Regions from separate parts of the Mus musculus genome. Here regions 1 and 3 are each linked to region 2. The links are chromatin contacts, called in public HiCAR-type and promoter capture Hi-C maps. All regions are on one chromosome and are shown on one strand. The core of a region is the stretch at or near the end of the contact, and the rest is flanking DNA. Distances in the headings are between cores, read along the strand shown. Region 1 holds the start of Suv39h1 (suppressor of variegation 3-9 1). Region 2 holds the start of Nudt11 (nudix (nucleoside diphosphate linked moiety X)-type motif 11). Region 3 holds the start of Wdr13 (WD repeat domain 13).

Evidence for each region. Promoter capture Hi-C pulls out the DNA fragments that hold promoters and counts their contacts. HiCAR-type assays count read pairs that join an accessible place to other places.
Region 1: a contact with region 2 is called in a promoter capture Hi-C map of second pharyngeal arch cranial neural crest. The contact joins the promoter of Suv39h1 here to the promoter of Nudt11 in region 2. A contact is called at or near these places in 3 of 39 promoter capture datasets (cranial neural crest, hippocampal neurons and second pharyngeal arch cranial neural crest).
Region 3: a HiCAR-type map of astrocytes shows a contact between it and region 2, with 8 times the contacts expected there. The contact joins the promoter of Wdr13 here to the promoter of Nudt11 in region 2. A contact is called at or near these places in 1 of 39 promoter capture datasets (cranial neural crest) and 1 of 115 datasets of contacts at active chromatin or transcription factors (astrocytes).

The regions. Positions count from the first base shown.
Region 1 is chrX:8,073,183-8,076,469 of GRCm38.p6, forward strand. It overlaps Suv39h1 (suppressor of variegation 3-9 1), which reads right to left and starts at 1,578. Exons shown (of 6, transcript NM_011514.2): 1 at 1,362-1,578. The coding sequence starts at 1,380.
Region 2 is chrX:6,045,877-6,048,810 of GRCm38.p6, forward strand. It overlaps Nudt11 (nudix (nucleoside diphosphate linked moiety X)-type motif 11), which reads left to right and starts at 1,631. Exons shown (of 2, transcript NM_021431.2): 1 at 1,631-2,528. The coding sequence starts at 2,035. All of the region lies in intron 1 of Gm26618 (a long non-coding RNA gene), which reads right to left.
Region 3 is chrX:8,130,979-8,134,142 of GRCm38.p6, forward strand. Wdr13 (WD repeat domain 13) reads right to left here and starts at 1,880. Exons shown (of 9, transcript NM_026137.5): 1 at 1,309-1,880; 2 at 407-647. The coding sequence starts at 1,349.

The sequences.
Region 1 (3,287 bases), core at 328-2,827, 2.0 Mb after region 2:
TTATTTCAAAGGACTTTAGGTTTTGTAATTATAAAGATTGTAGAAAGATATTACATTAAACTGGGCATAGTGGTGCATACCTTTAGACCCAGGAAAGGCAGAGACAAGCTGATCTCTGAGTTCTAGGACAGCCGTAGTCTGTCTCAAGGAAAAAAAAAATCCCTGTCTCGGGGGTGAAAAGTACAACTCAATTCGAAGGGATCTGCTCTCAATTCAGGAACATGTAAACAATACATGTGGTAGGTAAGCCCCGACAATGACTCTTGGTCACCAAAATTATTGTTCAAGAGAAGCGGATTTAAAGTATACACATTTTTTTGCTTCAGAGCACATCCCTTCTTCAACGTAATTTTAGAAGCCATTTTTAAAAAATCAAAATATGTCACAAAACCACTTGATGCTAGGTGTATGCTGTCAGTAGCCAATGCCATCTTTTAAGGATGGTTTTTTTCTCCTCCCATCATACGACTCAAATCTAAAACAATCCTAATAAGATGCTCTAGATGGTAACCTAAGAACACACAAACACTTCAAAAGAAAAAAAGATCACTGCGTACATATACACTGATCCTTTTTTATCCAAGGCCCAGCAGAGACTAATCCCTCTCCTCCGAGGCCTCTCGGTTCCCGGAGCCTCTAACCTGCGTCTGGAACGCCTTTGAAAGCCCCAAGAAGTGGCCTGCAAATACCATTTGCAGTGCCAGCAGCCGCACTCCTCCCCACCGCAGCTCCGGCTCACACTTGTGGAATCTCTTCTCAGCGCTCTACTCGAGGCCGAGGAGCCCGCCCAGCACGCACAAGTCACCCCTCTTTTCCTGCACATGGAGGAGCCGAGCCCTCCTCTCACCGAGGCCCCCCCACCAAGTCCCGCTTTCCGGGGAGACTCGTCTACCCGAAAACCCTGCCCCCATCTCGCCTCGATCCCTTTCCCACCTAGAGTCGCCGGCTCCCCCATTTTGAGAAGGGGGTCCGTTCCACTTCTTCCTCCCCTTCCGGCGTCTCCCGTGGAAACCGAAAGGGTAACGGTCACTGAGAGCCGCCTTTTCCCGCGCGTGGCCGCAACCTTCTCCTTCAGGACTCTCTCTCACGCGCGTAGGCGCGCCGGCCAGCCGCGCGCGGCCGAGAAACCCCGCGCGCGGCCTGCGCAGCCCCGCGCCCCCCGCGGCCGAAGCACGCGCCCCCTCCCCTCAGCCCCGCCCTGCCCGCGCGCCGGGCCCGCGCTCTCGGCCCCCACGTTTGCCGCGCCGGCCTTCCAGCTCCAGGCTCCGTAGCTCCGGACGCCTGGCCTGGAGCCCCGGCCACCTTCCCTCCATTCTACTCGGCCGGGCCAGTAGCTCGCGTCTCTAGCACCACAGCTTCACCTTTTAAATTTTCCGCCATCTTTCTCCACAGCTAACAACATTCGGGCCTAACCGGCCTCGCGAGAAGAGAGCGCGCGCGGGCGTGGCCGGGGACGCGCAGTCGATTGGCCGCTCCTCGCCGCTCGCAGCTCCGGCTCGGACCAACCGCGGAGCTGTGCCTGGACTCCTCCCGTCACCAGGAGTGGTCTCGAGAGCCCGTGCTCGCTGCCTTTATTCAGAGTGCGCCTGCGCAGTAGCAAAGCTTGCCTTTGCTCCAGGACCCGCCCCTTGTCAGTCATATTGCTAGCCAATCGCGGCGTCAGCCAGTCATAAAGGGCTTGTTTTGTGCAACCCCAATTCTGCCAGTCATTTATTTTAACCTCGCGCAGGCATTCACTGCCAGGGTGGACCTAGAGCCATATATATAGGTGCTCAGCCAGTCACCTGATTGAAATAAATAATAAGTCGGTCGCCGCCATCAGATGTCCGTTTCCATCACTCGCTTCTTCATTCACACTCAGTCAATAGTAGCATCCATCTGTGCCCTGCAGCCGTCTGAGTTCATAGAAGCACAACCCTTGTCAGGCAGCCTGCTATTCCCTCAAACTGTCCCCATCACATTGTTAGCCAGGCAGCCCTTTCTCCATCTTCCTTGAAGGAGACGTCTCAAACTCCAATGGCCACCCATGTCCCGAAGTGGACTGGGATTAGGTCAGGACAAATTATTGTCAGCACCCATGTAAGAGCCACACCCAGCGACAAAGTGCTGGAGGAGGGAGACAGGAGCCCCAAGCTTGCTCTTAGAGGACAGAACCCATTCCTGTAAGCTGTCCTCTGTTCACACCTGCACTTTGGTAGGTGTATACACACATACCCCAAATAAATTTAATATTAAAAAAAATACAATGAGATCAATCAAGGATGATGCTTACCATTGACCTTTGACCTACATATGTGTCTGCATACACACATACACACACCCAATAAATGTAATAAGAATTAAAAAGAAAATGGATCACAATCAAGGGAGATGCCTGCTGTTGACCTCTAGCCTACATATGTGTATGCACACGTACACAGTCCACAGTAACACGCACATATACCAGAAGAGTTAGAAAGAGCCAGGATTTCGCAAAGTGCAATTATTACAGATTTACAGACGTATTCATATCTCTAGTGTCAACAAGACATGAGAAACCCTATACTGCACAGCAGGAGGACAGAGTTACGTGCTACACAAACTTCAATGTGGCCCATCAATTATTTTTCTAAATCCATTTCACTAAATATCAGCTTAAAGTAATTTGGGCATCAGTAGTTATCATGAAATGCTTCCCTGACTTATCTTTTTTTTTTTTTTAGATTTTCTTTTTTTTTCCTTTTTTTAAAAATTGGTTATTTTATGTATTTACATTTCAAATGTTAAACCTTTTCCCTATTTTCCCCCTGGAAACCTCCTATCCCATCCTCCATCCTCCCTGCTTCTATGAGGGTGCTCCCCTACCACCACCAAACCACTCCCGCCTCACCACCCTAGCATCCCCTTACTTGCTGGGGCATCGAGCTTCCACAGGACCAAGGGCCTCCCCTCCCATTGACGCCAGATAAGGTCATTCTCTGCTACATCTGCAGCTGGAGCCTGCCTTATCTTAATGGCTTTGTTTATCCTATAGGTTTGGAAAGTATGCTGAGGCCCTGTGCCCTACCACCACTGAAGTTGACTAAAATGGCTGTGGTCAAGTCAAGCTGGGTTCCTATAATGACTCTATCTTTTCTCATTTCCATTATGGGTCAATCTTCTGAAGTGTTAGGTTCCTCAGAGAGACTTGGATTCTATCAGGATACTTTGCAACCATGCATGTATCTGAGGGGGACGGGGGAGCTTTCCTGACAGAGCTGTTCCTCAGCTAACCCCGGGACTCATTCATTCTCCCTCTCACCTTTTCA
Region 2 (2,934 bases), core at 381-2,880:
TTTGGAATGTAAAAAAACAATTTAAAAAACTACAAAAGAGACTATACTGCACAGGAGTACATGAAAATGGAAATTATCTTTCCATGACATCAGTAATCCTTACCAAAGTGAACTCTTTCCCCCACGAAGACAGCTGTGAATATCATCAAGCTAAACCACAGCAGACTGCATCTCTGCAAAAACAGCCAAAATTACTGTACCCAGGGCAAGGTGGTTTCAAGTTAGCGCAGGCTTGCCAAAGAGGTGCTGGGGGAGACTTTTGGGCCCTCAGAGTTTTACAAGGAGAGAAAGCTCAGAGAAAAGAACTTGCTGTGGTGAAAATTTTGTGTTTACTTTAGACCCTGGCATCCTGCTTCCCAGCAAGAGGTCATGTGGGCAAAGTACAAGGACCTTTGCAATCCCCAGATGCAAAGCGCTGGGCCAGGGCAATGGCTCACTGCTTAAAGTGTTTGAGGCTCAAGCATCAGCTCTGAGTCTGATGCCCACCACTGGCTTAAAAGCCAGGCTGCAATCCCAGCGCTAGAGAGACTAGAAAACACACTACGAATTCCTGGTGCTTTCTGGTCTAGTACAGACACATCTTAGAAAACCTGTCTCTGAAGTCATACTGGTGGGAGAGTAATGGAAGCAGTGGAGGGAGATACCTTTGCCCACCTTGGACCTACACCTATTCAGAGGTCAATGTCCACACACACATGTACACAAATAGGTGCACACACACTTGCAAGAATCACCTGTTCAGAGGTACACACACACACATACACACCGACACACACACCGACACACACACCGACACACACACACACACACACACACACACACACACACACACACACACGTTTATTTTCAAGAATCACCCAAATCCTAAATCCCTAGCTGCTCATTTGTGTGGAGGCCAGAAAGGGGCACAGGGTGTGAGGATGGAGGCTCTTGACATGGGATCCAAGACTTCAGTGGGTGCTGCCCCAGAAACAGCTTGCAATGAGGTTGAAAGGAGGGTCTTAACAAGAAGTCCGGGGTTCACTGACTGGAAACTGTGCAAACCGAGAAGAGGGGTTATGTGCAAGTGTTTAAGGCAAGGGCTGAACCAACATGGTGGACAAGCTGCAGAAGGGAACCTGTTGAAGAAGGCGAGCTGCATGTGACTCAGCAAAGATTCTTCTGGCAAGACTCTCATTGGTCATTCTGGGGACACCAGGCCTTCTGCCTATAAATAAGGCAGTGCAGTTCATGATGGGAGCTGAGTGTGAGGCCCGGGCCTCGACCCCTCTGCTTAGGCGACTCTCAGGGAGGACCTGGCCCCCTCTGCCTCCAGGTCTGGCTGAGACCCACACGTGGTGAGGACCCTGTGCAGCCAAGTCACAGTTGTGTGCACCTCCCCAGAGCACTGGCAGCAAGCAGCTTCCCAGTGCCAGCGGTGCGGGGCGCCTGCGCAGTGGGCCGGCGGCGTCGCGCTTTGCGGGAGTCGGGAGACCCCCGCCTCCGCGCCTCCGCCCCTCGCCCTCCGCCGCGCGCGCGCACGCGGGCCCGGCCACGCGCGCGCACGCGCCTCACCTCGCTCAACCCCTGGCGCAGCAGCGGCGGCGGCGGCGGCGGCGGCGGCAGAGCGGGCGAGCGCGCGCGAGATCGCGGCGATCCGGAGGGCGGGGACCGCGCACGGTCCACTCCGGGGCTGTGCGGAGGCGCGGGCTCTGGGCTCCCGGCTCCGGGCGGCGGAAGCGGCGCCTCCAATCAGGCGGCGGGCTCGCGACCCTCGGCGCGCCCGGCCGGTGCCGCCCGCCCCGCGGACTGACTGACGCGCCGGCTCGCCCCCGCCCCCGCGCCCGCCCGCCCGCCCGCCCCCGCCTCGTCTCCGCTGGCTCGGCACAGACTGCGCTCCGCTCCACTCCGCTCTCCTCTCCTCTCCTCCAGCCTCGCCGGGCCCTCTCCCTGCCAGCCTTTGCTCCTCGGCTGCGCGGCGGCAGCGGCCCGCTCGCTAGGCAGCTGCAAGCGACCTCAGAGGCGGCGGCGGCGGCGGCGGCGGCGTCGGGGAGGATGAAGTGCAAGCCGAACCAGACGCGGACCTACGACCCCGAGGGCTTCAAGAAGCGCGCCGCGTGCCTGTGCTTCCGCAGCGAGCGCGAGGACGAGGTGCTGCTGGTGAGCAGCAGCCGCTACCCCGACCGCTGGATCGTGCCGGGAGGGGGCATGGAGCCCGAGGAGGAGCCGGACGGCGCGGCGGTGCGCGAGGTGTACGAGGAGGCGGGAGTCAAGGGGAAGTTGGGCCGCTTGCTGGGCGTCTTCGAGCAGAACCAGGACCGCAAGCACCGGACCTACGTGTTCGTGCTCACCGTCACCGAGCTGCTGGAGGATTGGGAAGACTCGGTCAGCATCGGCAGGAAGCGCGAGTGGTTCAAGATCGAAGATGCCATCAAGGTCCTGCAGTGCCACAAGCCCGTGCACGCCGAGTACCTGGAGAAACTGAAGCTGGGCGGCTCCCCTACTAATGGGAACTCGGCCGCCCCGTCCCCGCCAGAGAGCGAGCCCTAGTATGTACCGCTCCCGCCCGGACTCCTGCCTGTCGCCTCCCCGCACTTGCCTCCTGCTTGCCTGGGGAGCACCTCTCCTGCCCTGTGCGCCCTCCTGCACGGGCAGGAGGGAGGCTTCTTTTGTTTCCTTGGCAGGCAGACCTCTGAATCACGCTTGCAAACTGTCTCGGTTGCCAGGCGCTGTTTGCAGACAATTTGCACGTTTTTCAGATGCTTTTCCAATCGCTTCTTGGTGACACTGTAAAAATCTTGCGGTCAGCCACAGCTGCATGGGATTTTGTGAAAGGTGCCTTAGCTGCTTGCTCTGCTCTTCTTGGAGGGTGTGCGTGTTTGTGTGTGTGTGTGTGTGTGTGTGTGTGTGTGTGTGTTCACCTGTGCATTGATGTGTACTCGTGCGCCAGTCTGC
Region 3 (3,164 bases), core at 630-3,129, 2.1 Mb after region 2:
AGCACAGCTCCCTCCTTTAGCTCAAAGCAGTGACTTTTCATTCTTCTTGGCCATGTTGAGAATAGAACCATCAGTCTCATACATACTAGGCAATCACGCTAGTTACTGAACTATATCCATGCACCAAACACTTGTGTTCCTTTTTGCTTTTTAAGTCTGTTGTATGTTACTATCTTTGCATTGCTTACTATACCATGGTAAATTATCAACTCATCAGTCTTACCTGCTCTGTGTTTATCTAATTCACTGTCTGCTTATCAATGTTCATTGACTTGGCTTCTCTATTCCCTTTTAGTCCTCTACTGACCTGGAACAGTACTTTGTACATCACTGATGTTTGACCAAAAACTATGGTGACTACAGAGGCAGGGGAGATACATGGCGGGTGGTGCAGCTAGGAGCTCACCTCCATTCGATCAAGGGTTGTTCGGCTGCTGCGGACAATGCTGTTGCTATAGGCACGAGCACTGCCTGGTTCTGAGAGTGGCCCGTACCGTTGGCCCAATAGCTGGCCCCGTAGCCTCAGGTACTGCCGACGCAATGCTGGGGGGTGACCAGCTTTGGCATTCTCCCGAAGCAGCTGGCTGCGCCGGCGGATATACTGGGTCCGAAACTGTGGAAACGTTGGTGTACGGTAGGCGTTGTACCTGTGGGGTCCAGGAGGCAGGGCAGGCAGCAGGCACAGGACAGAGGGAATAAATCAGCTCGAGGTGGTACAAGGTTTGGCAGTGACTGGGATGGTAAGAGTGAACAAGAGCAGCAAAGGGGGATTTCTCTTGGGATTGTGATGGGGGGCAATTATGCAATAATTAGTGGTTATGATGAAAAGATCACTCTAGCGACAATATAGTCAATTTGCAGCTCTGTTGGGGTCAGTCTGGGCCAGCTGTAATATCAGTCTAGCATGATGACATACGTCAGATTGGTAATGTACAACAATGGAGGTTAGGGTCAGATAACGGTAGAGGTTAGTATGGGGTAGCAATTGTAATAATAGTAGGGTAGTGATATCGAGAAAAGTTGGGGAAGAGGATAAGCAATGAGGGACTAGATAGGAAGTCACCAGCCTGACTTCCACTACCCACTCAAAGACAGTCTGCGCATGTCCATTTCAAACCGCATTTTCCCAGCATGCTCTTTAGAACCGGCTCCAGCCCAGGCCACTTAACCGCAGGACTATCCCACACCAAGCTACTGCGCATGCTCACGCAGCCGCACCAGCCAACTTCTCCGCCCAGCTGCACTTATCGCCATTGCTCATGCACCACAGTAAGTTCCTCTCCCATGGGCTCCAACCCCACGCCTCACCTCGCGTCCACTGCTAATACTTGCTGCCACACCGCGGCCATTCCCTGGCTTCCTTCTTTGGTTTGTCTGCCTGCGGGAGCCTGCAGGGCAAGGGCTTGGAATGTCAGCGTCCCAGGCAGAGAAAATCTAGTTCCGCCCACCAGGTGACAGTTGCCATAGACACGAAGTCCCTCCACACAGGTGATGTCGCGAAATCCCACTGGGTCGTTAGCGTGGTCATCACCCCAGCCCTGCCTTTCCTGGGCAGCACTCCGGTGACTCACAGCAGCAGTTCAGACATGACCCCGCCCTCTCCAGTTGCCGTAGCAACGCCCCTCCCCCCCATAGCAAGTCTTGTTTGACATTCCCCACCCATCAAGCCTTCTGCCCTCCGCCTTCCCTTTTCTAGTCCTAGAGCATAGCTCAGGATCCAGGACCACCTCCGGGGCTACCCCTAGCTCTTGAGGCGCCCCCCCCCCCCGGCGACCCTGAGCCCAGTGTCACCGGTTCCTTCTCTCTCTTCTCCCTGTCTCAAGCTCCAGGCAAGATGGCTGCCTGCAACGAGAAAGAGCTGCGGAGCACAGAGCAAATCGATAGGAACCTTTCCCGGGGCGTGGGAGCCTCGCAGGCGCATTAAAGGACTGTAGTTTCCCATACAAGGACCGAGGCTCCACCCCTTGAGTTCTATTCATTTCCCTCTTGACACCTTTTGTATACACAGGGATAATGTACTGTGATCAGAAGGACAAGAATGCGTGTGCCAACCACTAGCTAAAAATCAGAAATAAGACTTTCTCATGAAAGTGGTTTAGGCTGCTTCTTAGCAGCACACATTTGGCCAGGCAAATAAAATATATGCAGAGACTGACTCCTGGAACATTCTCTAGTTCCTAGCGCAGTGATGAATCTCTAAACACCTATGCGATGGGAAGAATCCATGTGTATCTTCACTGGGACTAACTGGACTTGAATGGTTACCCCTAGGAAACTTGAGTATCTTAATAAAAATATGCAATTAGGAAAACAAGCTTTGGGGCTGTGACCTAAGGAAAGGAAAGTATCCCAATCGTCTGTTATATTCACCTTAAGCTAGAATTTGTATCTTGAGTATTCCTCTCAGTGTCAAAAACAGAAATTCCAAGGTTGAAATTCAAGATGTTTAGTCTAGCATAATGGTAATCCTAGAAGAGGGTGATGTAGGGGATAGAGTGGCAGGAGGATCATGAGTTCGAATGCAGTCTGGCCTATGTAGTCAAATCCAGGACTACATCCTGGACTACATACTTTAAATAGCAAGCAAGCGCCGGGCGTGGTGGCGCACGCCTTTAATCCCAGCACTTGGGAGGCAGAGGCAGGCGGATTTCTGAGTTCAAGGCCAGCCTGGTCTACAAAGTGAGTTCCAGGACAGCCAGGGCTATACAGAGAAACCCTGTGTCAAAAAAAGAAAAGAAAAAAAAGCAAGCAAGCAGGATGGAGATAGCTCAGGGCTGAAAATCAAGCCAGGAACTGAAGCAGAGATCATGGAGGAACACTGCTTATCGGCTTGCTTCTCAAGGCTTGCTGTAGCCTGCTTCTTCAACCCAGACTCACCTGCCCACAACAGTTATTAGGCAAGAAAATGCCCCTGCAGGTATCCCCATAGGACAGTCTGATAGAGACTCAGTTAAGGGTCCTTCTTTCCAAGTGACCATAACTTGTGTCAAGCTGACAAAAAACTAACCATCAACTAAATAATGTCTTTTTAGGTTGCCTGAAGTGAGGAATAAAAAATAGGTAAGTGAATCCTATTGGTATCTCCTCTGTCACCCTATCAGTGTTTTAAAATATCCCCTGCAATATAGCTTAAAAAGAATAAATTATTTCTTGGCACAAACATG